2 separate regions of the Sus scrofa genome follow, and region 2 is linked to region 1. The links are chromatin contacts, called in public Hi-C maps. All regions are on one chromosome and are shown on one strand. The core of a region is the stretch at or near the end of the contact, and the rest is flanking DNA. Distances in the headings are between cores, read along the strand shown.

What was found. A called contact is a pair of places that touch in the nucleus more often than the background predicts.
Region 2: a contact with region 1 is called in a Hi-C map of embryonic fibroblasts, with 2.3 times the contacts expected there. The contact joins the promoter of CACYBP here to the enhancer-like site in region 1. A contact is called at or near these places in 5 of 5 promoter capture datasets (fetal liver, fetal skeletal muscle, liver and 1 more), 19 of 47 Hi-C or Micro-C datasets (adipocytes, alveolar macrophages, embryonic fibroblasts and 12 more) and 1 of 2 datasets of contacts at active chromatin or transcription factors (alveolar macrophages).

What each region holds. Positions count from the first base shown.
Region 1 is chr9:116,895,095-116,901,426 of Sscrofa11.1, reverse strand. The region is part of intron 18 of RABGAP1L (rab GTPase-activating protein 1-like); the gene reads right to left. Among named protein-coding and RNA genes, the nearest start is that of CACYBP, 160 kb to the left of the region's middle. Within about 2 kb of position 2,651, at least 5 of the 83 cell types and tissues checked have an H3K27ac peak or open chromatin away from gene starts, as enhancers often do. A contact at or near this core is called in embryonic fibroblasts, where this site is marked.
Region 2 is chr9:117,058,962-117,065,293 of Sscrofa11.1, reverse strand. CACYBP (calcyclin-binding protein) reads right to left here and starts at 2,991. Exons shown (of 6, transcript XM_013989620.2): 1 at 1,340-2,991. RABGAP1L (rab GTPase-activating protein 1-like) reads right to left here. Exons shown (of 26, transcript XM_021102607.1): 26 at 5,237-6,332.

The sequences.
Region 1 (6,332 bases), core at 1,402-3,901:
TTCTCTCCAGATCTCCCAATCTATATATCTATCTCCTTACTGGACAAATGCAGCCTCACATGCAAACTGACCCTGGCATGTCCAAAGTCACCATTTCTTCCCCAGCGCAGTTCCTCCTCTTCCATTCCCCACCTACCCAGTTACCCCAGCAGAGTATCATCACAGAGTCCTCTTTTTACCTCCACTTCCCACACTCAATACTTTCAAGTCTGGTTGATTCGACCTCCTCACCATCTCTCAAAACTATCCATCCCCTCTTCTCCATTCCCATCTCTTCTGAGTTGAGCGCAGCCCTTAGTGTGACATGTCAGTGCCTTTACCATCTGCAATACTCAAGTCAGTTGACGTTCCCTCATTCACAGCAGGTAACTGCGTATCTCAATGTCTTTGTTCTTACCTTCTCCTTTTCTTGAAGGTTGCTTCCCCTCTAATTTACCTACCTTTTCCTAATTTATTAAAACTCTGGTCTTACCAAGATAGGTATCACTACTATCCTTCTTTTTGCCCTAAAAACTTAGCAGAGGTGATTACTTGACACATAGTGGCTATCCCGTTACTATTTATTGAAATGGCTTAGTATTCAAAATGGATAAAATATGATTCTTATTATTCATATGAGGGATAGAAAAGCATTTTTCTGATTAGAGATATTGATGCTTTAATATTTCTGAGCCTTTTTAAATGTTCTTCTCTATTTCTAGAGTATTTTCCTCCATTATTTTCCCTTTAAAACAATCCTTCAAAGTGTTGTCATGGAAAAAACGAAAGCAAGCTGAGATGTCAGAGAGACCCAGATTTAAAACCCCAATGTCAAGTTCAATAAACTGTATAACTTCAGGAAAGTTAATCTTTTGGAGTCCCATTTTTCATTAAGAAAATGAGATTGAAAATACTAATAGTGAAGCTGCTAATATGATTAACACCTGTGACATTTCTCGCTTGGTGAGCTGGGACGATAGTAAGATATCAACTGATAGGGAAAGCACCAGGGACAGGAAGGGATGGAGGAGGAATGCTGTTAGCAAGGAATATGTGGCAATCCATAGGAGATGTTTCATTGGTCAAGGGAAATATGGATCCAGAGCTGAGAAACGGGCTTAGGAACCACTGGTGTCATATGCAAGGTGAAACATGGAAATAAATGAAGTAAGTTAGGAAAAATATGGAAATCATGAAGAGATATTCCCATAGTGTATTTTGATATTCTTCTTAACCATCCCAGAAGTAATTTTATTTATTTATTTATTTATTTCCAGGTGTAATTTAATAACTAGTTATATAATTATACTGTTTGGGGAAAAAAAATCTACCCTACCAGATCCTTAAGTGTAGGCATTGCATTAGCTTTACTCACCAGTATGCTCTCAGAAATTGTACAGTAACCACCTATAGAAGGAACTCAGTAAATACTAAGTTGATGAATGAGTCTCATATACTATTCACCACTGAGCTTTCTAATCATTTGCTTTTTAAAATTTGGTGACCTACATAAAGAGTAACGTGAGAATATAAATTCCTAATGAAAATGTGCTGAGGTAGGGATGAGAATAAACATCTCGTAGGTTCCTGTTGTGGGCCTGACATTGTGCCAGCTGCTTCCATGCACGATCTTGTTCCATCCCCATAATATCCTATAGTAAAATTATTGTTCAAATGAAGATTTGCTCAAAATTTGCAAAGTCAGTTTGCTCCATCTCTACAATATCACTAATTTCTCACTCTCCCTCAGCCTTCCAAATGTAACTTAGCTTTAAGTCCTGTCAGCCCTATTTACAAAATTATCTTGCATCTGTTCTCTTTTTCCATCTTAACTGTCACTACTTTGGTCTAAGTTACCATCATTTTCTGCTTGGCCTTGAAATAACATCTTAGCCATCTCCATGCTTCTACTCTTGCCTCTTTTCAACCCACATTCCACACACCAGAATTCTTCAATCAAAAGGATGTCTTAAAACCTTATCTAATTTCTCCCTGCTTGAAACTTACACTGGCTTCCCATGTTACCCAAATGCCAATGCTTTGCTATTCTTTCTATAATCTGACCACATCTCCTTCATTTCTATACCTTGCTCACTGGCTTACTATGCTCCAGTCACACTGGCCTCTTTTCTGTTTTGAACATACAAAGCTTTTCCCACCTCAAGGCCTTTGTGTTTGCTGTTGCCTGTGATTTTCATATGGCTGGTTCCACTGCATCATTCAACTCAAATGTTATTTTGCTCCCAGAGGACTTTTCTTACCATCTTATCTAGTGGAGGGTAATAACACCTTAGGTGCCTTTGTGTTATTTCTTTTATAATGTTTATCACTACTTGAAATTGCTTACTTCTATCTTATATATTATCCTTCTCTGCAACTAGACAGTACCAGGGCAAGGCTCACAGGAGAGGGGCTAGAGAGCTTTTAAATTATCTGATTGAAAATTTATTAGGAAAATATAACCATAAAATAAGATTCTTAATCTCAGCGTCTTTCATTCACTCATTTGTTTGTTCATTCATTTTTACTTTACTGGGTCTTTTGAATCTCTTTTCTCTTTAGTGACCAATAGTCAACTAAAATGACCCCTTGACATTTACAGATTCAATATTTATTGCTTCCGCTCTCCCTGAGAGACCTCATGAGGTCACAACATAGAACTTGTGGGTTTGCTGAGGAATGAATTTAGTTACTCCCATGTAACAGATGGTGAGTAAGCTTAGACTTAATCCCTCAGTTATTATACATTATCCAAATTTTATAAATAAACTGAATAAAAATCATAGTGGTATTAAATAATTAGGAAACTGAAGAGCATCTCAGAACACATCTTTCATGAAAGTTGTCTTCCCCCCCAAGAAGCTATGTCTATATATATGTTAAAGAAAGAGACCATACTCCAACTAATTGGTCTACCTAGTTAACTACAGTAATGCCATGATTAATAACACATGTCTTGCTTCCAAAAAGCCTACTATTAATCTATCACCATCATAAAGACTGGCCACAGAAAAGCTCAGAAACCATTTTAGGCATGCAAGCAGCTGAGTCACTGTGGTTTCTGGTAAAGAAGAGAGAGGCTTCTATATTTAAAAACAAAGATATCATAATATTGGTTTTTGAAGTGTCCTGCAAGCTGTGGATAATATATGCTATAAAACTGTCAACTACTTTAAGAAAGAGGAAGAAATTAAACACAATTTTACTACCAGAAACAGCCCTTAAGCCCAGTGGGAACAGAAAGGAATAAATGAACCCAGGGGCAAGGGGTTAAAAAGGAAATATTCCATTCTCTATGTATATACCATGAGCCCAGAGTTGTGTCCGGTGCTAGGGAGAATACCAAACTAGCACATAATACGTTCTCTATCCTCAGTGCCATCATGGACTTTATGACAGAGACAAGACCCATGATTGGGACAATTAGGATGTCCACGTGACAGTGCGTAATAATGTGCCCAGGAGGTACGGTTGAGGCTGGTAAGTACATCTGAGGCCAGATTATGAGGAAAATGAAATGCTAGAGGATGGGCTCATACCGGAGAATAGAGAGGTGAATAATATGGTGAAGACAGTTTTGAGAAGGACTCTTCTCATAGCAGAGGGCAAGGGAGTTTAAGAGAGGAAGATGTTAAAAGTAGACATGTCATAAAGCTCTTGCTGTACACCAAAAGTAAGAAAATGAGAGCCTGGACTGGGGTGGTTGTCATGGAAACAGAGCCATGCTCGAATCTGAGAAGCATCATGAAGGAAAAACAGCTCTTCGTTATCTTGGTGTAACTTTCCAAGTACATGCAGCTTATTAGGTCTGCCTTTATATAACTCACTGATACAAAACTGCCAGAGATAATATTCTTTCCCAGGTCAGGGAAAAGGGCACACCATGGAGGAAACACCCATGATATATGAACACAGGGGCTCTCTGAAAATTGCTGACTTTGAGACACAAAGTTTGGTTAAAGGCTCAATCGCTTTGGTCACTTTCTCTGAAAGTCTATTTACTGGAGTTCAAACCATAATACATTAAGCTGAACCAAGCAGAAAGAAGCTGATCTGGCAACATAAGTCAACTGTATAGGGATACTCTGGTTATCACTAATGAGCAATAAGTGAGAATGTAAGGTCTGGTAAGCTGCCTTCTCCACCAAAAACATGCCGCTCCTCTCCTTAAAAGTGAAGAGAGAACATGACAGGGAGCTTTTTGAGAGGATGAGAAAGAGAGAGAGAAAAAGTGGAGGAGAGGCATGACTTTTACTATCCGTCATCTGGCACTAATCCAGTTGTTGCCAAGTCTCCCTGAGGGCCTGGAAAATGCTGCTCAGTTTGCTCCTCCCTTTCCCTCCCCTTTGTTACAGCCTTGGAGGGGAGAAGCCTTCACTATTTCTCAATTTAACAGGCTTCTAACTTGTCTCCATATTTATTACCAGTCTCTTCACATTGCAGTCTCTCTCAACTATCTCCAAAATTATCTTCCTTAAATATCCTATCTGACCCTGTAACTATTTAAGGGTACCCTCTGGCCCACAGGATCAAAGGTTAGCACACAACCCTAACCGTAAGTCACCTTTCAGACCATCTAGACCCATCCTACCTTTTTAATTAAATCTGTTACTTTAACACTTCATGCCCAATATTCTCATGGAGTATCTTCCCAGACATGTATCTTATGATATTTCTGTTCTTACATATGCTGTTCTCTTTGCCTAAAATACCACTCCTTGTCTTCTCTTGCTAATCTTTAAGACAATGTCATTTTCTCTTTCAGTTAATCCTTCTTATTACCTCTCTCCTCTGCCTTTGCATCCTGCCCCATTTATACATCTGTCTCCCCTACTTCTCTGTGAACCCCCTGAAATTAACTACAACATATTCATCTTTGCCCAACAGCTCCTACTCCCTGGAGTCAAAGATTATTTAAATAAACACTGAGTAAATGAATGAATGACAATCTCAAGTGATGCGAGTTAAAAATAGAATTAAAATATGAGTTTAATTTTTTAAAAGGCATGTATTAAACTAGAGGATGTTAAGTATGTATGTCTTATTTTATGTCGAAATGAGTAAGAAAAAAGGTCAAGATGAAAGCAAGTATGATGTTTATAGATTTCTAAAAGAGAGGGGAAACACTGACATAATTAAACAGTGTAAATGCCATAAGAAAATAAATAAAACAATGTTATTTAGCAATATGCTCACTCTCATTTGGTAGTTCTTTCAGAAACAAATTTGATTTGTGGATGGTGGGGACTTAGTTATCAGATTAGCTAGTCCTTTGGAGGTGGATTAACAGATAGATCTACATACTTTGTAGGATGGGCACAAATAGAAGTACAAAAGCTACTGCTTCATTTGAATTCTAATGTGTAAAATACATTAGGAAGGAGAGTGTTAAATAAAACAACACTTACCATTTCACATGGAAACCAAGTATAAGTGTTGATAGAAATAGTACTTATTTGGCTATAGGTAATAAATATGTAAAATCAAGCCATTAAAGTTCTCAAACAATGGTTTCTAAACAATGCCAACACGCACCCAAACTATTAACAAACATAAAACACACTTTTAAGAAAACATCTGATTGACAAGTTGATTTGCCCAAGAAGGCAGATGCTCAGAATTTACTAATAACAGGATTGAAATCAAACTCAAGAAAATGATCTGGAAATCACTGTGGTAAATGGGATACTTCCAAATGTTTCCTTTACAAGCTTTTACATGTAGAGAAGCTAAAAATACAAATAAATGGGTAAGATGTTTGAAATGGAATCAGCGAGGCTAGATAAACAATTTAATCAAAGAATAAAGTTCCAATTTCCATTTGTGTTACACATACATATAGCTTCTATTTTTTTCTTTCTTATCAGTGATACTGCAGGTTGTAATGCTCTGGTCATGGGATACCACAATATTTAAATAAAAATGGAAAAATCTAGCCCAAGATTCAAGAACTGAAAGCCTAATACATAAGTATTTCACTCTATGTAAGACGATGGGCCTTAAGAGCAGATGTGGTCTTCCCAGGACCCTGGAGAAGCAGTGCAGATTGTAGACATGACAGAGTAAGTGCCTGAAAACATGCACTCAAAAGTTCCTGCAGGGCCCGAAATGGTCCTGTTTTGAAAAGACACTTTTGGCTCTTCAAATACAATTGTCAACTCTGCTGTCCTTGCTCGGAAAAGAAAATGCATTTATTTTCCAATAAGAATGCATCATCTGCAAGTGTGCTCAGCAAGAACTTCTTTGATTTCTTTTCTTTACCCTAAAATTGCCTACATATAACATAAAACATCAAGTCATGATAGCCACAGTTATATATACAGGCTATATATATATATATATATATATATATA
Region 2 (6,332 bases), core at 1,742-4,241, 160 kb before region 1:
TTCCCAGTCTTGTTCATATTAAGCAGAAGATTCCCAGGGAGTAAATCTAGTTAGTGGAAACCCAACAATTAACTGTGATTAACAGTATTGTCATTGTACTTAAGCCAGAAAAAAGAGCAAAGCAAGTATTATTATTCCCATTTTGTAATTGCACAAACTAAATCTCCAAAAAGTTAAGCCACCTGTGTTGAGTTTATAGAGCTTTAAAAAAAAGTTACAACCAATTTCCCAATATAGTTATTTTTTAAAACGCACATAGCAAACAATTGTTTTGCCAAGCACTGTTTACAACCCTGTGAAATGGATACCACTGTGGCCCAGAGATGCACCATAACTTGCCCAAAGTATGTGTAGAGAAAACATGACAGAGAATTTAAGTGCTAGGACTGAGGACTTCTCACCTTCCAACTGCCCTCTCAGTGGAACGACTCTCAGTTTTTGCAATCGGCTTTAATTTAACGAAGCTTCACGTCCAAAGGCTGGTGTAAAAGGAGTGAAAAGAGCCTGAGGATAACGTGAAGGTGACCAGCTCTTGGGTCCACGGTTGGATCCACCTGCCGCCGAGAACCGCAACACACCTCCGCTCACCTACAGCGCCGACCGCCGGCCGGGGTTGTGGAAGGCATCCAACGGCAACTTTCCGGGGTAAGCGAAGCCCCGAAGGCCCGCAGTGGCCGGTCGGCACCGGGGCCGCCACAGCTGGGCGGGTGGGAGGCCGCGGGGAAGCGCGGGAACCCAAGGACGCAGGAAAGCTGCCAGACAGGCAGGTGTCGCCGGCAGCCGCAGCGCAGCTCGATAGGGGAAACAGGGCGGTGGGGCGAAGGACGCAGCGGGAAGCTTTAGTAAGGCCGAGGGAGGAAGATGAGGCCAGACCCCTTACCTCTTCCAAAGCTGAAGCCATGGTCGAGCTGCGTCAGGCAAGGCCCGAGCTCCACCGGCACAGGGCGAGAACAGGAACGCCGCAACGAGCGCGCTGATTCCAAGCGCAGATCGCACGGACACGAGTCGCAGTGGCCGTGGCCGCGGCCTGAGAACACGCCCGACTCTGAACGGGAGAGCAGCCGGCCTCCGGCACGCGGCGCCTCTGGAACCTTCGCGAGTCCGTCGCCGAAGGCCCACCCCGCTCCAGCACCGCCTATAGGGCTTGGCCCCGCCCTGCCTATCCTGGCCCCGCCCCGCCCACCTCGCCCCGTAGCAACGGCTCAACTCTCGCGATCAAACCGGCAGTTCGAGAAGAGTAACGCCTCTTCCTTCCCGCCTGGGCAACTGTACGTAATTTACTTTGACCCCCATCGCGCCGACTGCGCAGTCGCAGCTCGAAACCGCCGCTTCTGCTTACCTTAAACCACCCCGGAAATAACGCACCAATCTTCGGGGCCTAAACCGGAAGTTGACTAGGCAGTCGAGTGGTTCGGTGCGCTCTAGGACCCGGGGCCACTTCGTCGGCCATCTTGTCTAAGACTGTGAACGTATGCGAGTAAAGGACGAAAAAAGGGATAAAGGCGAGCCTACGTGTGCTAAAACGGGAAAAAACGAGGACATTAAGTGCGCAGGATCCTGAGGGGAACGGTTGTGTTTTCACTGGGTTCTGGCGCTCTGGGGACGTCAGGATTCAGCGTATACGACGTGGTGGCGTCATCACCGGTCGCAGTAGGAGGTGGGGTTGCGTTGGCCGTGTGGCGGGACCCAGTGGCGGCTCCGAAGCGGAGTAAGCTTCCTAATATGCTGGGCGCCTCCCGGGGTGGCTGAGTTTGCTTCCTTCATCGACCAGTCACCAGATTTGGATTCGATTTCAGTGAGCCTATTAATGTCAAAGAAAATGTGAGCTAAGATTTCCTGAGGCTGCATTCTGCTCCGGTTCTGACTCCTGCAGCCCGGCTTAGTAAGGCCCTTGAAAAACTCACTTTTCAGATAGATTATTTTAGCCTTTGGGGACCTCAAAACGTCTGAAACACGGTTGAGAATGTAGACGGTTACCCCTGAGATGTCAAATAACCCACACTCGGCTTTATCAACCCCAAGGTAAAGATGATCCGCAAGTCACAGAAGGAAAAAAGTACAGAAAAATGCAGGGCCATTATCTCAATAAAGAATCAGAAGTACAATACAAAAACAAATTACTTTTGCACACAACTTATGGACGTTAAGGAAAAGATGCTAGAACTAGAGAAGTTCATATCGTTTGATTCCATTTAAACAAAATCTAAAGCTGTGAGACTGAAAATCAGGTTGTGTTTGGGAAGACAGTGACAGAAAGAAGCCACGAGGGGGCTTTTGAGATTCGGCTAATTTTTTTTTCTTGATTTGAGCCCTGGTTACAGATGTGTTCACTGTGTAGAAATTTCATTGAGCGTCCTTCTGTGCAGTTTCTTGTGTATGTTATTTTTAACTAAAAGTTATATTTAAGTAGGCCCAAGAGGTAATTTTCCTGGTAGAAATGTAATACCGATAACAATCGTCAAGATTCGTAGGACTGAACTCCAAAGATCTGTGCATTTTATTTATACTTCAGGTTTTTTTTAAAAAGTGTCTAACTGGAAGCTTGGAATTATTTAGGCACTTAAATAGGAACAGATATCCCATTGCACTATGTGAAAATTTGACCTAATGCAGTGGTAAAAATTTGCTTGATTATGCACCTGGAGCAACTCCACCCCTCAGATATCCTAAAGTCACAAGTTTTAAACACCACCTATATGTTCATTCCCACCACTCTTCGGAAATCCAGACGGTCTCTGCGTGGATGTCTCATAAGCAGGTCCAACTCAGCTTGTGTAAAAAAACGCCTCTCAATTTCTCGTCCTCACACCTCATTGCAATTCTTACAATGATTTGCTAGCTCTGTGAATGGCCACCTCATTCTCTTAATTGCTCAGGCCAAGAAGTCATACTTGAGTCTTCAGTTTCAGGTCCTACATCCCATCTTCTGGCAAGTCTTGGTTTTATCTTCAAAGTATGTTGGTAATAAAACTACTTCTCATAATCTCCACTGCTACCAACTGAGACTAAGGTGTCATTATTTTGTCTGGATTTTTATCCTCTTAACTGGTTTCTCTCCTTCTCCACAGTTTTCCACAGGGCAGCCAGAATAACCTTCACAATTGTATAGAATAAAGTCCAGACTCCTCACTATAACCCAGGATGTTCTACATGATTTTATATCTCACCTTTTATAAATTTCCCATCTCATGGAATTCATCTCTCACCACTCTCCCCTCTCCCTGGTTTAAACACTGGTATTTTTGTCATTCCTTGAATCCACTGAGTTTCTTCTTACCTCTGGTTCTGCATGTAAACTTTGCTTTCTCTCTGGAATGGTTTCCCACCAGATCGTCACTTGGCTTTGTCTGTCTTCCCTTTCTGCCCGCATTTAAAACACCTCAGAATTCCCATTCTTAGGAGTCAACAAAACAAAATTCTGCTTCTCTCCAGATGTATACTATAATTGTCCATACATCTATCATGTAGAAGCAAAACTGACTCCTTGCTCTGCTGCCATTACGAGTAATTGGGTACATGGGATCTCAAAGCAAAAACAAAAACTTTGTATCCTGAGATAGATAAAAAAACAACAAAAACAAACAAAAACCAACATCATCAACATACACATCAGTTCATTGTGTCTAGTTCTAGTTCCCCAATGAAACTCTGAACCTGAGCTTTTCCTATAAAATTAGACTCCTTAAAAATCAAACACACTTTATCTCTGACTTTTGCAATGCTAATGTCTAATAAAAGTATGGATAATAGTGAGAATTACTGTTTCTCAGCAGGAACAAACTACTTACAGAGTCTATACTTGGAAATTGTATAGTTTTTTCCTATAAATATTGTAATTTCTGTTTGGTGAGTTCATCTTTCTGCAGCCTGAACTTCCTTGTAAGTGAATTATTAAAAGATTGTGCTTTGAGTGCCCTTTTGACAGTAATCAAAAGTTTTGTTAAAGTGTAATTTCAAAAAGGTGAAATCAAGATTCTCAGGCAAATATAAAATGAGCTTTGCTATTTCATACAACTCATTGGTTAATGATAGAATCAATAAGTTGTTAAAACTATCAAAAAGTGCATTTGCATAGCTGAGTACTTATGGGCAATTTAACAATGGAATGTTAGTGTACATTTTCAAAGTTAGACATAAGCTGGTTAATGTCCTATGGTGTAGTAAACTACATATGGCCTTTGGAGTTATGTGTTCCTCTGGAAGGAAAATAGGGATTTGCACACTACTGAACAAAAATCTACAAGTTAACAAGTAACTTCACTAAGTGTAGGACCTTTAATCAGTAGTGAACAGTGAGTTCCACTTACTATTATGTCAAGACTACTCATGACCTCCTGTCAAATTCAGTAGATATTTTCTGAATAATTTACTTTTGATGTAAAATTTCTCATTGTTTTAACTACAACATGGACCAAACAAAAGATGTCTGTAGTCTGGGTTTGGGCCACAAACTAATTTTACAATCTCTGATTAGTATTTTTTTTAAAATACTGAATTGTAAGAGGAGATCTGCAATCTGACTTTCATTCAGTTCCATGTACACCCTGAATGAAAAGCAAGTTAGAAAAAAACACAAATCAGGATTCTAGGCACCCTGCCTTCACTCCAGGAGAGCCTCTGGAGCACTGTTGGATTATATAATGACACCCACTGTGACTCTCAAAGGCTAGCAGTAGCCACCCAATCCAGGACTAGCCAAGCATATTTTTGCAAGATTTTGGAATTGGGATGCTGAGATGCTAGTCCATCTCTGCTGGTCACTTGAAGACATGTAAACTTGGAAGCTGTGCATTTAGAAGCAGATGCCTCTTTTCAAAGAGGCAGGAGCAGATAAGCATCACCTGGCAAAACAAGCAGAAGAGTGATTATGAGAACAGTTGCTTAGGTTCCTGATAGAATACCAGTTCTCTCTCCCCATTGCTGCCTCAGGCCCAACAATTTAGCTTTTGGTAGCTATGAATTAAATATACTTTTTTCTTCTTATTTAATTGCATTATTAGTAAGCTAGCTGGAGAGAGTTTCTGTTAACTTGCAACCAAAGAATCTCTACAGAGAGGAATACAGGGCACTTGGCTGTGCTGTACAGGATATCGTTTTGTAGGGTAGGTATAACCTGGAACAAATTCCTGTGTATTTCTTCTTGCTTGTGTAGAGTCTAGTGTCAGATAAGTTTTACATAAAAACCGGGTTCAGATGATTCAGAATAAAATCAACTAAAGAAAGTAAAAAAGACATGTATGGTTTCCAGAACAAATGTTTATTACTGCTTAATGGGGCCAAAGGGGCAACACAAAGCATTGAAAACATCACTGGCTCACAAAAACAGTCACCTTGCTACCTTCTTGCATTTGTTTACTTCACAAGGCTTCATTCACACGTGAAAACAAGATACTAATCCAATTCAAGTTCATAACAATTATAAAAGTAAACATTTGTTGGGACAATGTACAATAAATTGCACTTTTCTTAACAAGCATTACATTTACATTTATAGAGTGTACTATACATAATACATGGAATTATGGAAACATCTAATTGGTCAGTGTTTAGAGAGGAGAAAAGCTGCTCACTAATTTCTTTTGTAGTCAATTAGCACAGTTTGGTCTAATCAACTCCTTTATTCTGGAACCTGTTTTCATTGGAGAAGCCATGGACAAAATCATAGAATTCACAAAAATAGATGGCATAGAATTTCTACTACCTCCCCAGCAAGGGGAAAGGTAGGAATTGAAATAAATAAAGTGGGACTGAGAAACTTTTTTTCTTTATTTGAATTAAGGATCCATATATTATGCAAAATACCAAAAATAGTGAAACTGATGCAAAGGTTATTGGAATCTTGGATTCTGGGACCATTTCCAGGCTTTATTCTTGTGCTTTCATGACACCAGAGTCTTGATGTATTTATGTCCTTATCAATCAGTTTCCTATATTTTAGTCCATATATAATATGTAGTTATTAACAGATTTTACATGTTAATTTATTGCCAATGAAAAGGGAAAGAAACTTAAAATATTAATTTTCTACTCAATGATTCTTTTAAAGTTTTCAGAATACCACAAATGATAAACCGGGGTGGGGGTGGGGAGAGTGGGACGTGTTGGTGAAGATGTTTTTATAGCAGGTAGCAAATTCATTTGAAGATAAACTTAACATGTAGTCTTTTAGATGGAAGCTTAGTAGGGAACATCTGACAGCTGGCTGTAGTCACTAGGCTACTTGTAAACATCCACTTTTCTCCTTACAACTCAAGATCATCTCCCACTGAGGTGCAGCCCATACTGAAGTATTTGTTTTGATAGCTTTTGAAAGGTAGGAAAATGCCTCAGGG